2 separate regions of the Gossypium hirsutum genome follow, and region 2 is linked to region 1. Evidence: chromatin contacts called from public Hi-C data. All regions are on one chromosome and are shown on one strand. The core of a region is the stretch at or near the end of the contact, and the rest is flanking DNA. Distances in the headings are between cores, read along the strand shown.

What was found. A called contact is a pair of places that touch in the nucleus more often than the background predicts.
Region 2: a contact with region 1 is called in a Hi-C map of leaf, with 1.8 times the contacts expected there. The contact joins the promoter of LOC107900941 here to the enhancer-like site in region 1. A contact is called at or near these places in 4 of 34 Hi-C or Micro-C datasets (anther, cotyledon, leaf and 1 more).

Annotation. Positions count from the first base shown.
Region 1 is chrD08:49,530,806-49,536,684 of Gossypium_hirsutum_v2.1, forward strand. No RefSeq gene overlaps it. Among protein-coding and RNA genes, the nearest start is that of LOC107900942, 25 kb to the left of the region's middle. Within about 2 kb of position 1,731, at least 3 of the 9 cell types and tissues checked have an H3K27ac peak or open chromatin away from gene starts, as enhancers often do. A contact at or near this core is called in cotyledon and leaf, where this site is marked.
Region 2 is chrD08:49,609,502-49,615,574 of Gossypium_hirsutum_v2.1, forward strand. LOC107900941 (rhodanese-like domain-containing protein 4, chloroplastic) reads left to right here and starts at 4,114. Exons shown (of 9, transcript XM_016826733.2): 1 at 4,114-4,962; 2 at 5,431-5,533; 3 at 5,628-5,708; 4 at 5,862-5,936; 5 at 6,036-6,073. The coding sequence starts at 4,307.

The DNA.
Region 1 (5,879 bases), core at 481-2,980:
TTTTAATTGCATGTTTCTGCTTGAACTTTGTAGAAATACAAGTGATTGGTTAGGAGAATATACTTAGGTAGTTTGTTTAAATTGTAAATTTAGACTAATTAAATAGTTTAGGTTATTTTTATTTAGACTAATTAGTTCATTTTATTACACTGTAAATAGGTAAAAGAGATTAAATGTACCAAGTGATAAAGGTAGATATGCATAGGTAATTATATTTGTAGAAATATAGGAGGTTCAAATTAAATAGAAAATACTCGGTAAAATCCATGGTTATTAAAAAAGTGCGGTATGACTAGTATAACCCTTATAAGAAGTGCCCGAGAAAAATCTCGAGTATGTTGGCACATAAAAAAATTTAATAAGGGTTATTGGGGAAATATTATTGCATTAGAGTTCAAAGCATGGATAAAAATAAATCGAGTTGAGAAAAGAATATTCGAACTGACTATACTTTACAAAAATAAATACTATATTCGTATATACATTTTGATAGGGAAATATATTTAATTTTCTTTAACTTGTTTACTTTGTAATTTATTTCACTAATCTGTTTAGGTGTAAATAACTTTGAATTGTTTAAATTTCTAGTTAGAGTTATATATTTAGGCAAATCTTCCTAGTGTCAATGCATCGATCCAATCTCGTGTCTTAAGCCGGCTCAAGTGCGTGTTCTTTCTTTGCATGTTTAGTTCTTGTTTTTCAATTTTAGTTTAGTTTTTATTTTGGGTAGTTTGCTTGAAGACAAGTTAAGACTTAAGTGTAGGGGTATTTGACTTGTCGTCAAGTATAGTAGTTAATTACAGTCAATTTCGCACTTAAAGAGCTTGTCTTCTATGGAAATTATGATTTTATATTTCGTTTTCGGTAATTAGGCCTTAGGATTAAAAGTTAATAAAATAAGTATTTTTCAACACATTTTGTAGGTGTTGTGACCCAATAGGCCGACATGGGCCTTAGGTTGTGTTAATATTGTTTAATTGAGTATGTAGGATGAAGATATAAAGACCCAATTGATGTGGAAGCAAGGGATGAGTGACTCACCAAGCCAACTTCAAGGTGCCGTTAAGTTTAACAAGGTCATTATGTTTCGGATGGCCAAGGTGTGGATGCAGTTTATTTGCACTAGTCTCATGCCGACTTATAACGTGCCTGATGTTACCACCTATCGAGCGGTTATGCTTTACTCAATTTTGCATAGAGATGAAATTTACATAGGCCACTGGATATACGATGAGATGTTCAATTGCATGCGACATCAAAAATAGAGTATGTACTTCCCACATCTGATCAGTTTCATATGTCGCCATGCTGACGTCCCCATGTCACCAATCAAGCTATTTACAAGACCCGCCTGGAGCGTGATTGGGGATAACTTATACGACCAGTTTATTGAGCTTTAGTGCAAGCAGAATCGTGATATCAGAGACAAACCTCACGGATATACCGATATCAGAGTGGCAGACCTATTAGATGTTGGACATGAGAGACATTTTGATCCGTATTGTGAAACAGAATGGATGGCCCACAGCAGTGCCACTCCCTGCATGTTCGAGAGGTTCCCACCACCAGCCCAAGAGGGTGACGATGATGATAAGGAAGATGAGGACGAAATGGAGGACATCCTTATCGTACCATCAAACTATGAGCAGGTATGTCACCTAGATCGCTCATCGATGAGAGGCATGGTGATCCACCACCCGAGCCAACATAGCCCAGCCTAAACTTCGAGAAGGTGGGCAACGAAAGCATCAGCGAGACGCGATAGAGGCAAGGGCCAGATGATAGAGGAGTCAGTATCTAAGTCTGACTAATGTTGAAAATTTATATATTTGGATTTTTGTATATTTTTATTAGATGATGGAGGAGTCAGTTTCTAAGTCTGACTTAGAATTTTCAATATATATGTTTCTGTGCATTTATTTCTCTTTGTAGGAACCCCACAAATTTTGTCGACACTACAATTGTGAGCTAAAACTAAAAAGAGGAATAATGCTACAAATTACGATGCACTTACCACACGAATCGGGTAACATCTTTCTCTTACAATTTTAGTTTCACACCAAATAAAGTGTAGGGGGTGACGTAAGAAGATTTTAAAAAGTTTCTTTTTAGTTATTTTCTTTTCCTTGTTTTTATTTTTTAATTTTCCTTTTAATTGCATGTTTGTGCTTGAAATTTGTAGAAATACAAGTGATTGGTTAGGAGAATATACCTAGGTAGTTTGTTTAAATTGTAAATTTAGACTAATTAAATAGTTTAGGTTATTTTTATTTAGACTAATTAGTTCATTTTATTACACTGTAAATAGGTAAAAGAGATTAAATGTACCAAGTGATAAAGGTAGATATGCATAGGTAATTATATTTGTAGAAATACAGGAGGCTCAAATTAAATAGAAAATACTCGGTAAAATCAATGGTTATTAAAAAAGTGCGGTATGACTAGTATAACCCTTATAAGAAGTGCCCGAGAAAAATCTCTAGTATGTTGGCACGTAAAAAAAATGTAATAAGGGTTATCATTGAAATATTACTGCATTAGAGTTCAAAGAATGGATAAAAATAAATCGAGTGGAGAAAAGAATATTTGAACTGACTATACTTTACAAAAATAAATCCTATATTCGTATATACATTTTGATAGGGAAATATATTTAATTTTCTTTAACTTGTTTACTTTGTAATTTATTTCACTAGTCTGTTTAGGTGTAAATAACTTTGAATTGTTTAAATTTCTAGTTAGAGTTATATATTTAAGCAAATCTTCCTAGTGTCAATGCTTCGATCCAATCTTGTGTATTAAGCCGGCTCAAGTACATGTTTTTTCTTCGCATGTTTATTTATTATTTTTCAGTTTTAGTTTAGTTTAGTTTAGTTTAGTTTTTATTTTGGGTAGTTTGCTTGAAGACAAGTAAAGACTTAAGTGAAGGGGTATTTGACTTGTCATCAAGTATAGTAGTTAATTACGATCAATTTCGCATTTAAAGAGCTTGTCTTCTATGGAAATTAGGATTTTATATTTCGTTTTCGGTAATTAGGCCTTAGAATTAAAAGTTAATAAAATAAGTATTTTTCAACACATTTTGTAGGTGTTGTAACCCAATAGGCTGACATGGGTTTTAGGTTGTGTTTATATAGTTTAATTGAGTATGTAGGATGAAGATATAAAGACCCAATTGACGTGGAAGCAAGGGATGAGTGATCTACAAGCTTCTTGAGCCGTCAAAGAACCAAACAATTGACTAAGGTTGGAATTTTGTTTCTTGTCGTGCCATAGCCTTGGTGTAAAGTGACACATGTCGACGTCCTTCCCATATAATCTAAGGTTATTTTTGTCTGCACAATCAAACTTATACGAAGACCTAAGAAGTGCTGAAGACCTTATTTGGGCTGACAACACCTTTATAAATAAACCATTAGATGTTGAATGTAATCAAGTGACCTTAGACGCCTTCAAAAAACCCTCGTAGTTTAGAATTAGTTTTAGATTATTTTCTTTTCGACTTTTAGATACTTTCTTGTTTTTCTTCTTGAATCAGTTTTGATTCAAGGACTTTTTTTATTTAATTAAAGTATTGAATTTATATTCTTATTTGAACTTGTTTTATTTCATTATTCCAATCGAGTGATTTGCTATGTAACAGCCCGATTTTAGATCTAGTCGGAACAGTGGTTTCGGGACCACAAATCCGATGAGGAAAAATTTATTTCTTATTATATTTTTATGGTCTACAATTTCACGAAAATATTTCATGAAAATTTCGTTCGAAAATTTCGACGTTTGAGAACTCAATTTAGTTAAAAAGATTAAATTGTAAAAAGAGCAAAAGTTGAGTTCTAGAAGCTAGAGGTGTTAAATTGCTATGAAATTTGAAATTGGAGGTCCTTAAATGGTAATTAGACCATTGGTTATGTTATGGAAAAAAATAGACATGGTTAGTATGTAAGCTATTTAAGGGCATTTTGGTAAAATGCCTTAATTAATGAATAAAGACAAAATAACATGAAATAAGTTATCATCTTCTTCAATTCTTTTCTCCATGGCCGAATGTAGCAAGGGAACACCATGGCTAGGGTTTGTTCATCTTCCAAGCTTCATGGTAAGTCCGTTCTAGCCCCGTTTTTCTTTTTCTTTATATTTTTAAAATCCCAGTAGCTTGCTTAATCTAATTCTACTATTAATTTGAGCTAGAATTTATGTTTGAAAAATTACCCATAGATGAAAAATGTGAATTTTGATGTTTCCTAATAGAATATGAAGCTTAAAATTATGTTAAACGATTTTTGCTAATCGATTTTAAGTTAAAACGAGTAAAACGACATAATCGGTAAAAATACCTAATGTTCATAAGTTAGTGTTAGAGTGGGAATTTGGTGTTGTCAAAGAAGAGAAAAATGTTCAGTAAGTCATAAAACATAAGAATAAGAGATGAAGTTTAATTTCCAAGCTTTGAGGCAAAAGTGTAAATATTGAAAAGTTTAGGGGTAAAATTATAATTTTGCCAAAGTTTGAGTTAAGGACTGTTTTCATGAATGTGCATGTTAAATAAGTCAAATGTGTTATTATAGTTCAAGAAAGAAGTGGAATCGACCTTGATCGGAGAAAAGAAAAGATTAAAGACTAAATTGCTAAATTTCTATATTGTTGCACCAAAGTAAGTTTGTATGTGAGTTAATGCATTGTTTTAATTTTATTCAATATATTGTTGAGATTTGTGTGAATATATATAAAATATTTGATGTAGATTATAAAAATGTGGTTAAGTTTGAGAAAGGTGGTAAAATGTTAAAAAAATAAGGTTTTCGATTGAACACTTGGAATAGACCGGAATACGTTGGATAAAAAGGGATTGCTAAGTGCAGATTCCCCGAGGGGTTGCTAAGTGCTGATTCTTTGAATTATTAACTCTAAAGGTGGTTGCTAAGTGTTGATTCCACCGTTTCTTTGATTGTGAAAGGGGTTGCTATGTGCTGATTCCCCGTATCACTGAACATAAAGGTTGTTGCTAGGTGCTGATTCCACCGTATCTTTAATTGTGAAAGGGGTTGCTATGTGCTGATTCCCCGTATCACTGAATTTAAGGTGGTTGCTAAGTGTTGAATCCACCAAGTAACGGATAATATTTCGACTGTTCAACAGGGAAATTGGAAAAGTGAATGTACATATGAAATGGACAAGATTATGTGAGGAATATTGGGTTTGATAGTTAATTGACCCATGTGTAAGATGGTATGAAATATCAAAACAATAAAAGAGTAAATTTAGAAATAAAACAGTTTTGAACAACAACAGTTGTGCAACTTTGAAAAATAACCATAAATGGAGGAAATTGAATTAGAGGTTGAATATTATATGAAATTGAAGCTGAATGAGTTTATTTTCACATGAAAGAAACAGAGCAAGAAAAAGAGTTATATATTTTGAAATATTTCAATTTTAGTGAGACAGGGTTGAATTGATTTCGAAATCCCCTGTTCCAACTTTGTAAAATCACCAAAAATTGTACAAAACTAATTATGGCTTGTAATTTACATGATTGAACTTATCAATGAGTATATTTTCAAGAGGAACAAACAAGAACATCGTTTGGATTCTGTATAAAGAGTTAAGTAAATTGTAGTGAAGGAGGTCAGAGTTGTCGAGCAGTGAAACAGGGAAAAGTTTAATGAATAAACTGTACTAATTGGATAAACCAAAAATTCTAAAAATTTTATGGTAAGAAGATATGTGAGTTTAGTTTCGGGGAAAATTAACGAAACTTAATTTGGAGCTCTGTAGCTCCATATAAAAATAATTTTGTGACTATAACTTGACTAGATAGCTTTAAATTTAAATATAAGTGGATAGTGAAATTATGTATAGTGCTATTTAAGCATGTT
Region 2 (6,073 bases), core at 2,864-5,363, 81 kb after region 1:
TTTAGGGTTTGTGTTTTTTAAGTTAAGGGTTATGGTTTTTAGGTTTACGGTTTGAGGTTTTTAAGTTAAGGGTTAGGGTTTTTAGGTTTAGGGTTTTTAGTTTAGGGTTTATGGTTTTTAGGTTTAAGGTTTGGGGTTTTTAAGTTTAAGGTTTGTGGTTTTTAGGTTTAGGGTTTGAGGGTTTTAAGTTAAGGGTTAGTGGGTTTTTAGGTTTAGGGTTTGGGGTTTTTAAATTAAGGGTTAGCATTTTTAATTTAAGGGTTAGGGTTTTTAAGTTAAGTGTTAGGATTAGGGTTAGGGTTTTTAGCTTAAGGGTTTATGATTTGTCAATTAAATTATGCATTTAATTATAATTTATAAATTTATAAATTTTTAATAAATTAGTTTAGGGTTTTTTAGTAATAACTCAAAAAAATTTCTATTTTATTACATCAAATAATATCAAAATATTCAAAATATTTGTACAAATAAATTTAAATACAAAAATCAATCTCCGTGCCCGCCGGATTCAGTGCCACATGGCTGCCGTCGACAGTTACGCGCTGGATTCCTCATTTGTCCAGCTTCCGGTGGCAGTTGTGGTTCCTACGGCGGGGATTTTAGTTCTTTCGGTAGGGCATCTGTTGTCGGAGTTGGGACGATGATCCACCTTGAAAGAATAGTGAATGTGGAGGTGTTTGCATCACCAACAGTGACGGTGTTTGAAACCCATACGATGGTGGGGATTGGTAAAAAGAAAAGCTCTCCGACGGCCCCTCTTGCGATCCCTCGTGCGCCGCTGGCCTATACATCGGTGGTCCACTCGGCGTAACAGGAAATGGAGCTGAACCGGGCCATTGGCTCCAACCTGCCATAGGACTCGAAAAAGGATACATATAAGGGTTAGGATACATAAAAGGGCTAGGAAACGCACCTGGCATCATCTGAAAAGGTGGTTGCGTGGGTATCATCGGTTGAACTGCTAGGTCGGGTGACTGTGTTGGTGCTCTCATTGGGCCTAGTGATTGCATGGCCGCTGGTGATGGGCCGAGTGAATGTCTGGGCCTCGTTGAGAGGCCAGCATCGTCGTCTCCTCGTCTTAGATTTAGAGGCTCGCGCCTTTCCCTTTGGACACATATTTGCCGCTGCCTCTCCTCTGGCGTCAGTAAATACGGCTTGCCATGGATCCTAAACTATGGCATGTATTCCGGCACGCACGCTAACTCCAGAACGATGATTGGTTCCCGAGTAGGTACATATTCATACCGATCTTCCCACATTTCCATGTACTTGGACCAGTATCTCAGCCAATCCGTATTCAATTGCCGAAGGTCAACTTTGTGTTGATCGTCAAACACCTCAGGTTCCACGGGAATCAGTTGTCTACATCCAAACTGTCGTAGCACTCTATCTGACTGGTGCGGCTCCACGGTCGCGTAGTTGATCAACGCGACTTTCACGTACCAAGCATTTCGATTTTGTAAGAACTCATCCGAAATTACTGCCCGAATTACTGGATCCTCATATGGTGTCCATTGAAACTATATGAACAGTATAGAAATATTAGTTATATACATAATATTAAATACTAAATACTAATTACCAATCGACTAGCGAATGATGGAAATATCAATTTTATTTAATACTTACATGTGCTTCCGACTGTTGGTCTAATAGAAGTCGTATATCTTCAAGTTCGGTAGGTAATCGAGCATGACTTGCCGGATGGTTCCACCTAATTAAATAAACTTTTAGCATACTTTTATTTTTAAATATCTACATAATAATTGTAAAATCTAATATAAAATTTACCTTGTTATGAGTGGGAATGTATATGGGTGGTCCACTCGAGGACGTAGAAATAGAAAACGAAACCGTGCCCATGACTGCAGTAGTGACAGACAACCTCTTATTTTTGCTCTCCTCGGTCGCGTCGCCCCACACATCTCCCTATATAATGTGGCCAAGACGGCATACCCCCAACTCAATTCACCGGTTGTTCTAAAATCAACGTGTTTCAGCAGCCATCTTAGATGTACGCGGCTCCGTGATAAGTCCGGCATCAGATAACCTCCAATTAACTGAAGAATGTATGCCCAAGCATATCGGATTCTTTCTATTTCGGTTGAATCTTCATCCGGATTCGGGAATGTGTCTTGCAACCAGCCCATCTCGATCTTACCTTCGTTCATTTTCTCTGGAATAGCACCCAGAAGCTCGTAGCACACCGCTGGCCAATCGCTAGATTGGGCAGACCCCGTGACTGGGTACCCGTCCACTGGTAATCCCAATTGCAAGCTGACGTCTTCCAAAGTGATAGTGCACTCTCCACATGGAAGATGGAATATGTGCGTCTCGGGTCTCCACCTCTCGATCAACGCACTGATTAGTTTCGGGTCCACCTTACATCCCCGGCCTACCGTTGCCACGTGCCAAAAACCCGCTTCCCATAGGTAGTTCTCTACCAATGGTGATGGAGGAGCATGCATATTCCAGATATTGCATTCCAATACCCGATCTACAGACTTTTATAACAAATAATAAATTAATAATTATCTAAAAATGCATAAATAAAAAAATCTTAAATAATATTTAAAAATTAAATTTAACACTTACCATCTTCATTTGTTCCACGGATATGTGGTGCTTATCAAGACGAGTCAATCCTCCGTCCATTACTGAAATCGTACAAATTTTTTCGGTTTAAAAATTGGGGATTTAAGAGTGATTTTTTTCGGTTTAAAAAAATCAAAATTATTTAAAATTATTTAAAAATAGGGATTTAAGAGAAATTTAAAAGGAAATTGAGAGCTAATTGAGATTAAATATGAATTTGAGAGAAATTTGGAAGGAAATTGAGAGGAAATTTGAGAGAAGATTTGTTTGTGAAAAAAAAGGGTGGGGGTATTTATAGGTTTTTTTTTACCGTTGGGGGTGGGGCAACGGTCAAATTTTTGACCGTTGCACTGTTCACGAGCGGTCTAAATCGCGTCCCCAGGGACGCGCCACTTCATCAAAGCGCAACCACGTCAGAGCGCTTTGCTGACGTGGCAACAAATCGCGCTCTCAAAGCAGCGCTTTGTTGCCATGTCAGCATAGCGCGCTGACGTGGACGCGATTTGCTGACATATCCCCTGACTTCGCGTTGACGTGGACGCGATTTAGGGGAAAGGGGTCCATTCCGGTAAATAATAAAATACCGGGCCCATTTCAGTAAATTTAAAAAAAATTGACTTTTTTTGGTAAATTGCCCCTAATATTACATCACATCATCATTTAAATATTTTATAAAATTCTAATTTTTAAGTGATAATATGATGATACAATATCAAATGTGTCAAATAAATAAAATTGAAAAAGTTGTTAAGTTTGAGGATTAACGAAAATAATTCAAAGACTAAGTAGAGAATTATCAAAATCAGGACTTTATCTCTTTTTCTAAGGTTTAATATATCATTTGGTACTTGAATTTGATAATTTTTTTAATGTGCTACCTGTGTTGTTTTTTGGTCTAATTTAATATATATATTTGACAAATGTTATATTTTTTTACACCCAAAGGTTACAATGCTAACTTTTTTAGTGTATAATTTGGATTTTAGGATTTATTTAATGAAAGTTAATCGCTAATAGTATTAGGTTTAAATTTTTTATGATTTTGTTAATAGAATAAATGTAGTGTTAATTGTGAATTTATTTTATTTTCATTTAATTTGTCAAATACAATCTAATTAATGTGAATTAATTTAGGTTTAGGGTTGATATGATGAAAGTTAATTACTAATATTATTAGCTAAGAATTTTTATAAAATCAATTTTAAAGCTCGAATTAAAAACTAAAAAGTTAATATTGTTACATTCATGTACCTAAATATATATAATTTTTGTCAAATGTAGTTATCATAAAGACAAAAAAAACATATATTACAATAAAAAAATTTCAAACTAAAATACCAAGGTAAATTAAAGATAATTAAGTATAACGTTTTTGCCGTATAAAAAGGAAGGTACTAAAGTTTAGACTTTAGATGCACTATTGAATTTGTGCAGACAATTATTAGCCACACAAATGAGTTTAGATGAGGAACAGTCCTAAAGACATGATCAAAAAGCCTCTCATCTCACTTCCAACGTGTCATGAAATGACTGGCAGAGATCTCATATCTCGTTCCACCTCACCACCATTTCATCATTCAAAGTGCACCTTCCAAAGCTAAGGGCCTCTGAGCCTTGTTGTCATCCAATCAATTCCAACAAAAATCCTCCATTGTTGATGGTTCAAGCCTTTCCATCATACATTTGACACCCATCTCTTTGCATAAAAATTATGCAAATGAGGACCCTCAATGCAGCAACTCCAAGTTTGACACCTCTCTCGGTTCTTTCTGAGACAAGAACCGAGACCAGAAAAGCACCATTGCTCCCCATTGCTTCACCACTCAAACTACCCAACTCCCCGGCTTTTATTAAGACCCAACCAGCTTTGCACCAGTGTTTTTCAAGAACCTTGCATGGGGGTTTACTGCTACTGCCATCACTTCTCCCCAATGGTTTCGCTAAAGCCTTGTCATACGAGGAAGCCCTACAGCAGACTACGGGATTCTCCTCGTCTGTTGATTTTGACCCAAATGGGATCCTTGATACCGTTGTCAGTTTTGTAACTGAGAATCCCACGGTTATAGCTGGTGGCACCGTTGCTTTAGCAGTTCCTTTGATTTTGTCTCGTCTGTTAAAGAATCCAAAGCCATGGGGAGTTGAGTCTGCAAGGAGTGCTTACGCCAAGCTAGGTGACGATGCCACTGCTCAGTTGCTGGACATAAGGCCTCTCAAGGAGTCTAGAGATGTTGGTAGCCCTGACATTAAGGGATTTGGGAAGAAACCGGTGTCAATTGCCTACAATGGTGAAGATAAACCAGGGTTCTTGACAAAACTGTCTTTGAAATTCAAGGAACCTGAAAATACTACCTTATTCATTATAGACAAGTAAGCTTCTGAAAACCCTATGCCTTGTATATATTTGTTCATATGTGAATTCCCAGCATTGTCTATGAAACCTTCGTTTCTAGTTAAGGATCCACTCTTATTGATGATTGTATCACTGTATCTGAGATTAAATGGTTTGTGTGTTGGTTGTGGAGGAAGAATGTAGAAATGTATATGCCTATACGGAGGCTCATTGGCCTTAAGCTACACAATAGAATATGGCCATTGCCTCTTTCTTAATTGATCCTAACCCATAAATTAACTGCATTTTGTTCCAAGGGTTGAAGGTTTCTAAATTGATAGTCTATACGTTCTTAACTGTTGAAATGTGTCCTTTAAACATATGTAAGCATTGGCTGACAAATATTTTATTTGTAACTATATGCAGTTTGTTTGTAGGAAAGATGAAATTAGAACTTTCATTTGATTCATCTTCTCATATTGCTTTAAATTTGTGTTGAAAGCCAGATTTGATGGGAATTCCGAACTGGTTGCGGAGTTGGTCACTGCAAATGGATTCAAAGCTGCTTATGCAGTCAAAGATGGTGCTGAAGGACCACGGGGATGGGTGGTATGTGCTGTTCTAAATCAATTTTTTTTGTTTCTTTCTCCATTTTTTCTAAATTTAGCAATTGCACCTTTTGAGAATGGTTTCAATTTTGCAGAACAGTGGTCTTCCCTGGATACAACCAAAGAAAGGTCTTGACCTTAGCAATTTGACAGAAGCATTCGCTGAGGCCTTCGGAGTACCTATCTTCATCTCCTAATTGCTTATTCACTTTTAAGATTTTGATGTCATAGAGAGACTTTTCTAGATCTTGAATTGATTTTGTTGGAAAGTTCTTCAGCCTTTCTTATTAGTTTTCTTCTATATGATAAATGGTTGTGATAATCTGCAGGAGGGATCAGATGGCCTTTCTGTTACTGTGGGGATTGCTGCAGCTGCAGGGTTAGGCCTTTTGGCTTTTTCAGAGGTTAGGTTTTTGAGTCCTTTTAGTACAGTACCTCTGATTATATATATACACACACACCTCGAAACAACTCAAATTGTGGGTTTGCCATATCTTCTGCAGATAGAAACGATCCTTCAACTTTTAGGCTCAGCTGCTAT